Regions from separate parts of the Rattus norvegicus genome. Here region 1 is linked to region 2. The links are chromatin contacts, called in public Hi-C maps. All regions are on one chromosome and are shown on one strand. The core of a region is the stretch at or near the end of the contact, and the rest is flanking DNA. Distances in the headings are between cores, read along the strand shown.

Region 1 (3,893 bases), core at 843-3,342, 270 kb before region 2:
TATATCTATATCTATATCTATATCTATATCTATCTATATCTATATCTATATCTATATCTATATCTATATCTATATCTATATCTATCTATATATATATATATATATCTGGAGACTCTGGAGTGGAGGCTTCTTACTACGGGTAGTAGCATAGACTGGGGATCTAGGCTAGTCTGTGGATCACACCAACGTTCCTAGATCAGAGAGGGAACAACGGACAAAGAAACAGTGAAGAGACGCAAGGGACTCACTCTAAGTGGTGAGGAGAGAGAGCCAAGGAGAGAAGGGTTCTCACGAAAGAGAAAGAAAAAATCATGCCAACAACTCCACCAGTAAGAACAAGACTGATCATCACCACAGAATTCAGTTTAGTATGGAAAAGATCAGAGAGACATTAATAATATAATTAAACATGGAAAGACCCTTCTCAATAGGCCTCAGGCAAACACAGAAACTGCTGATTCCACAATTATTAACCTCTGCGGTATCCACTATCTCTCTCTTTGCTTTGAGCATTAACATTAAAAACTTTTTTGTTCCAAAATTATAATTTGTGTGAAGAACGTTATTATTCTTTTATGGTAAGAAAAAGGAGGGGAGGCAAGCTTACTCCCTAGGGATTGCTCCATCATTCAGAAACTGCTTCAGTCACACAGGGGCTTTGCATGGCACTGTATTGATTAGTGAACTTGTGTTTGTGTGAGCTCAGGGATATCTGTCTTATGTGCTTGTCGGTATAGTCTATACAATAGTCTAAATAAGTTTATATAAAGATTTATTGTTCCAATTCTTCAGTTTCTATCTGAAAGGCAGTGTCTTATACCAGTGACTATTGTGAATATTTTACTTTATTTTCTTCACATATCTATTTTCATATAACAGACAAGAATAGTTATAAAATTAGACTTTTTCACTTAATATTTTATCATTTTTGATGAATACCCCCCACTCTATGTTTATAACAGATTAAAGATAAAATAAGATAAAATCTAGAAGCAAGAGATAGTACATTTGTACCTTTTCCCACAAAGTTGTACCAAGTCACATTTCAGTGACAATATCTCTTATCCCATGTGCTCATGAAGTATGAGGAAAATCTTAGGGGTAATTGTTGGTAAGTCTAACATCCCAAGTTCAATACCAGAACCTGTGTTGGAAGGAAAGAACTGACTCCTCAAAGTTGTTTTCTGACCAGGGATATCACTGTGCTCATATACATACTTCAAACACATGTACACATGCACGCACGCACACACACATACACACACACACACAGTGACTACAGAAAGATTGTAAACTGAAAATTTTCTAATTATACCAATGTAAAAAATGTAAATTCAACTGGGCTTGTGGATTCATATATATCTGGGAAATATATTTAAAATATAAATAAAAAAGTGGATCAGATTTTATGAAGGAAGAAGCAAGAGGGAGTGCCATAGGAACCAGTAGAATAAAATAACTCGGAAGATCAAATTGAAATGTGAGAGTGAAAAGCAAGCAAACACATTATGTAATCAATGTGTTGAGAGCTGTCACAAATCGAGGGAAAACTGTTGACACTCAGGTAAATACAAGCTGTGAGCTGATATTTTCTTTAAAAAACGTTATTAGTGGCTCTCAACAACATAAAAAAGCTATCTCGTTCATAACTCAAAACTTAAAAAAATTAGTCCTTGAATGTCTATTTTAAAATATTTTATGTATTAGTGTGTGTGTGTGTGTATGTGTGTGTGTAAGAGAGAGAGAAAGAGAGAGAAAAAGAGAGAGAGAAAGAGAGAGAGAAAGAGTATGTATGTATGTATGTATGTATGTATGTATGTATGTATGTATGTATCAACACACTTTCATTTGACCAGAAACTAAAATACAGTGGACAGCAAAGACCAAACACGCATGCTATGTGATCAGCTTTCTCCCCTGTCCTCTGTCTTAAACATTCCCCTTGTGTCATGTTATGGAGTCTTGTACTCTTGGGAAATAAAGTCCCAGTTCCTGAATTTCAGAATATACTGGCACTTGGTTCTGTCCTGTAGTCAGAGCAAACAGTAGCCGTAGACAGAAGAAACATTGTACACAGTGAATTCTTGAGGGATTGTTTCTGGGTGATAAACTGGTGGCAGCAAAACACAATGTATCCCCCACTTTGCCTAAGGCGGATTACACCAGAATTTAATTATCTTGTAGAAGAAAGTATCTTTGGCACCCTAATGCCTTTTTTTGTTTTTTTGTTTTGTTTTAGATTCAGAGTGCAGTTGAAGGCTGACGATGCATAAAATAATGATGAGCACTTTCAGGAGGAAAGAACTCACAACTGCCCACGTCTTACTGTTACAGGCAGTGTCATTAGAACTCATTACTCTCCTGGAAAGTGTGTGTTTATGTGTAGGGGGACAGATGTGGGTAACAGAAATCTTGCAAAAATAAACCCAGGTTGAAAGAAAATTTCTGTTAATCATTCCGTTGCCTCTGTCTCACATCAAGACACTGTGAATATTTAAAAATATGAACATCCTTTCTTTCTTCCACAATTTTGATTTTTTTGTACTTCAATAACAGGAAAAAAATCCAGGAGATCTTAGTGTTCCAAATGCCTGGGCCTTTGCAATAGATTCTTAGACCAAATAAGGTCCCTTCAAAATGAATTATACTCTCATCCTGTACCAAGAGAACCGATTTTCAAGGTATGTTTGTGACTGTCTTCACAAATAAATATGCTCAGTCTTCCTATGTTAACGTTATTCAACTAAGCATTGTGGCTTTCTATGGGTGCTACCAGACTCAATGGTGTGCTGCACTTTTCAGAAGCCTCATCTTTGCCCCATAAGACATTGTCAGCTGTGGTCTCCAGCTATACAGGACAGAATGGCTTTTCTCCCAGTAGGTGGCAGTTGATTAGAGAATTCTCTGGTGATATCGCTGTGGCCTTCAATGCCTGACAGTGCTTTTACAAAAATATCCCTTTCAATCTTAAAATGTTATTTCTATTGCTAGAATAATTCAGCAACCACTCAATCCCTTCTTTCCTGAGTCAGAAAAGGGAGGGAATGTGGAACTGGGCTTACAAACAGACCTTCCCCATAACTAAGGCTCTGTTACCAAAGCAAGATGTAATTTGGCAAACTTGATCCTTTGTGTCCTTCAGGTTAACTTCCAAAGGTGACTTGATGCCAGGTACACACAGGTATGTTTTAGAGATGGCGAATGACCCGTGGTTCTGTCAGATACACTCTGAAATCCACTTAAACGCTGTGAGAACTCCACTACCTGACTGTATCCCTCCTGCTCACTTCTCCGTTCTGTCCTTGAAATGCTGAATAGTCCTTGTTTCCCATGCGTGTGCCCACCTGCTGCTTTCGAAGTATGCCTCTGTTCTTTTCATGGAGAAAGTGAGAATTCATAATTTGTTTACCAGATTCTATTGATTGAGGTAGGAAATTTTTGTGTGCACTTGAGGAAAACCGAGCAAAGAGAATGCCCAACTCTGTTCAGAGGTAAGTATGGGTGTCTGCCTGGTTAGAGCAGTAGTTTTGTTATAATTTCTCCAAGGGAAGGGGAGGTGTTTCCAGAATGGTATATGAAAGTGTACATTTGAATGTAGTTAGACGTTGACATCTACTTGCCTTTTTGATGCACATGGCTTCTCCATCCTTGACACCAGTAGCTTAGCATGTAGGATAAGGATTGGTCAGAAGGATAAAAACGATATAGAGACATTTGTATCCATAATGAATGGGTATGGCTTTATATAGGATATAAAGTTTTGCAGTGTTTTTGGTATGGTTTAGCATGTTAGCACGCACATGAGACATATAACAACTGTTAAGTGAAAGCTTCTCCATTAGTAATGCTATAATATATAATATATGCATGTACATACATATGGTATCCAGAAG
Region 2 (3,800 bases), core at 430-2,929:
CCTCATGCTGAACCATGAATCCATTGCAAAAACCATAGCTCAAGCTTCTGTCGTTTGCTTGGATTTGATGTGGAACTCGGTAAGTGGATTCTGAAGTTTGAGAGAGAAAAGAAACAGGCATGAAATGTCAATTGAAGAGGGCGAAAGACTCAGTCTGTATGTTGGATTGATTACGCAAAGTCATAGAAGTTCAGATCACAGTGTTCACACAGGGATGAACACCAGGCTGATGGAAGGGGAAAAAAATGACCACTCATGGAGCCTATACTCTGAGTTCAGTTCCTTTGTGTCTCCTGTGAGATAAAATGTACCAGTGAGGAGCCATGCCCTAAGGCAGCAATGTCTGCTACCTCACTCCCATCACTGTACCTGTTCCCTGTCACTACCTTACTTTCTTTATAGCAACTTAACAATCCTTTAGAGCACGTATCTGTCTACAATGTAAACTGCACACACACAAAAAAAGACTTCTTGTTCACTGCTGTCTTGTCAGGGTGTGAGATGCTACCTGGTATACAGCATATATTCAATTTTAACAAGTAAATGCTGCCACAGTGTACAATATTCAGAAGCAATATGAACAAGACTGTCCCACATGTGATCAACCTGCCATTACAAAATAATAGGGAGAGGGTAAATTATTCATCAAAGACATTGTTTCCTTTAGAGGAGTCCCCCTCTCTTCAATCTGCCTATCAATGAAAGATTTATTCTAATATATCTCCCTATAGTTGTTCTTAGACTATCAAGAAGATGCATTGTAGAAAAGAAATTATCATCCTGATAAATTTTTAAAAAAGATTTCTTGTAGAAAAGAGATTATTATCCCGATAAACTTAAAAAAAAAAAAAACAACAACAACCAAAAACCCAATTTCTTCTTTGCATCATACCAAGAAATCAACTCCAAGTGGATTAAAGCCTTAAAGATGAAAATTTAATCTTAAGATAAAGATAATCTTTAGTCCTTCAGATAAAGAGAGCTTTCTTAAGACAAGAAAGAAATAACACACATCACGAAGGAGTGGTGGATACAACAAAATGGCAAGGGTCTCATGGGAGCTGAGAAAGAAGCCCAGTAGTGGAGTCCCGACTGGCTCTCATGTCAGCCTGGATTGGATCCTGAGTACCACAAGGGAAAATGAAAAGCAAAGCCAAAAATGTGCTCATTCACAATATATGCCACAAAAGAGGGAGAAACAGTAGCACACTGGCAAAAGCTACAACTGTGGAACAGAGGGTTAGAACCTAGCACATCTATGGAAAATCTTTAAATCAAGAAAAAAGACAAGTAACCAACAGGAAAGTGTGTGTCTCTGTGTGTGTGTGGTGGTGGTGGGTGGGAGTTAAGTAGCCTCACTGGAGATCAAAAACATGCAATTTAAGCCACAATTAAATACCGTTTTTGTTCTTCAGTTTTGGCAAGACTTTTAAAGGTTGGGAAATGGGAAGTGCTGGCAGGGTTGAGCAGTCACGCTCTCACCCTCTGCCTGCAGCGGGGTGATTGTAAAGTGGCTATGGAACAACCGCCCTTGGCCACAGCAATTCGTTCTTAGGTAGAGATTCTGGAATGGCTGCAGCGAATGTGCATCTGGAGACATGTACAAGGTTAGAGGAGCTTTGCCCACACCAGTGACGTGCTGGAAAGATGCCGATGTGCATCAGTCATGCAGTAGATGCGTAAATCTCACCAGATATACCAATGTCTCGGCGCAGAGATGACTCACAGGGCACGAGTCCACGCAGAGGAACCTAGAGATGCCATGGGGAGGAGGGAAGCCAATCACAGAGAACAGCATGTGAAACCACTTATGTGCAGTTCAGATCCAGGCAAATCTGAACTGTAATTTCTCTAGAGATGCAGAGAAGCAATCAGGGAAGGCAACGGACTGTTGAAAGCAAATGAATGAAAGAACTCAGCAGTTAATCTCATTGTTTCCCCTGGCTATGGGAGTTCTTGTGCCATAGGGACAACTTTTACATTTATTTGTGGCTGAGAGCCAACCAACCCTTTTGTGTGTGAACACTTAAAAAAAATCAAAGTTCACATTCTCTTCTTGGGTAGTAGAAATTCCCACTCTCATAACAAATACGTACAAACAATAATGACAAGTTTCAAAGTGTGATTAATTTAAAAAGTGATTTAGTTTCCTTTCTTTTGCAATCGGCAAGGCCTCTTCCACAGTGTGGCAAATGCTGCACTCATTCCTTACAACTAAACTTTCCAACTAGGGTAGGAGTTGTTCCTTCTAGTTGTGTTGACTCAATCAATTCATGGTCCTGTTGTTTAGAGTTCAAAATTACTTCTCTCCCCCTCAATGTTGTAATTGTGTAACATTTGCTCATAAAGGAAATTGATGTGATCATGTCTGGCTTAGCAGGAAATTAAGCAGATAAGTAGTTAGACCATTCATTCTACTCAAGCTTTAGTGGAACAGGCACTCAGTACTGTCTGCTGTGTCCTCATTCACTCTATTGTCTATAGGTTCTGGATTTCACATTAATACCTTCTAATTAAAGAGAGCATTTCACTATGGAACCCGGGCTGACCTCAAGGTCTCCATCCACCTGCCTCAAATCTCGCAAATGCTGGAATTATTTAATGTAACTATCATAAATTATGTTCCTATCTTCAAATATTTAAGACACTAAAATAATTGTTACAGCACTTTAATAATAAAAACATGTTTTACAAAGTTTGGAATAGAAACTTGAAAGCTTTCACTGAGTTGATGATACTAAATAACTATAGCCAGGAGCTTTCAAATGGTAACAATAATAACCAAAAGCATAAACTGTATGTATTCAGAACTACAAACCTGTAGTCACAGGATAAACTCATAGTCATCATAGAAAGATACATCTTCTTTCCTGTCTTTAACTCAGTAAAGTCATTATTGAAACTGTAACATCCAGGGCTTACAACGCTTCTGCCTTAAGTTGTGTAACAGTGTAGTTGGGTCATTCATACCTCAGTGGATATTAATATAAATGTACATCACTATTCTAACCTGTTGTGTCCTCTACCTTAGTGTGTACTTACTATGTGCGAGCTTGGGGAATTGAGAGTGTTACTCTGGTTGTACCCCAAAGATTTTCCAAGGTCTTTGAGGAGCAAAATCATAAAATAGTGTGAACTCCCAACAAGTTGGATTCACTTTCTGTTTGTACTGCCTGGCTGTGAGGTTATAATAAGGAATTTTATTTTTCTGAATCTCTGTTTCCTTACTCATACAGATATTTCTATTCTAATATTCTACGCTAAATCCTTGTGCAGACTTTCCTGTCAATGAAAAGCCAATGCTAGAGTTGATATACATTGGTGTTGGTGTAGAAACGGCAATAGTATGAGACACCAGAAGATTCTCTCTTGCTCCACTAAATCCTTGTCTCTTGTGTGGAGAGCCTACTGTGCATAGTTTTAAATGAGTAAGGGAAGGGAGAAAGGGAGGAAGAGTGGGGTAGCTCAACTCAGTGGCCTTACTGATGTTTAGAAACTAATCAACATTTTCACTTAAATTATCACTGTAAATTTTACATACATTTTAAATTTATCTGGCTTTCTTAGAATTTCTTTTTATCCTTTGCCTATCCAAACATACTGTCCTATTCTACCCTAATATTTTGGAAAATTGATCTTGTAAAGCCGTTAGGAGAAGCTGACTAGAGAATATACATTTATTTTTCATACTGGCATGTGTCAATTGATTGAGAGGGCTCTTCCCAGACTCCGAACAACCTGTAGCCTCTTCAACACCAGGAGTCTCTTAGCTCTTTGCAAAGCAGCAATAGTAACACTGG

The links. A called contact is a pair of places that touch in the nucleus more often than the background predicts.
Region 1: a Hi-C map of Schwann cells shows a contact between it and region 2, with 8 times the contacts expected there. The contact joins two enhancer-like sites. A contact is called at or near these places in 12 of 12 Hi-C or Micro-C datasets (the A7r5 cell line, the Rat2 cell line, Schwann cells and 7 more) and 1 of 1 datasets of contacts at active chromatin or transcription factors (oligodendrocytes).

Annotation. Positions count from the first base shown.
Region 1 is chr3:85,096,995-85,100,887 of GRCr8, reverse strand. All of the region lies in intron 4 of Ppp1r1c (protein phosphatase 1, regulatory (inhibitor) subunit 1C), which reads right to left. Among named protein-coding and RNA genes, the nearest start is that of Ppp1r1c, 75 kb to the right of the region's middle. Within about 2 kb of position 2,092, at least 1 of the 93 cell types and tissues checked has an H3K27ac peak or open chromatin away from gene starts, as enhancers often do. A contact at or near this core is called in Schwann cells, where this site is marked.
Region 2 is chr3:84,822,415-84,826,214 of GRCr8, reverse strand. It overlaps LOC102553121 (a long non-coding RNA gene), which reads right to left. Exons shown (of 3, transcript XR_005502266.2): 3 at 1-90. Among named protein-coding and RNA genes, the nearest start is that of Neurod1, 54 kb to the right of the region's middle. Within about 2 kb of position 1,679, at least 11 of the 93 cell types and tissues checked have an H3K27ac peak or open chromatin away from gene starts, as enhancers often do. A contact at or near this core is called in Schwann cells, where this site is marked.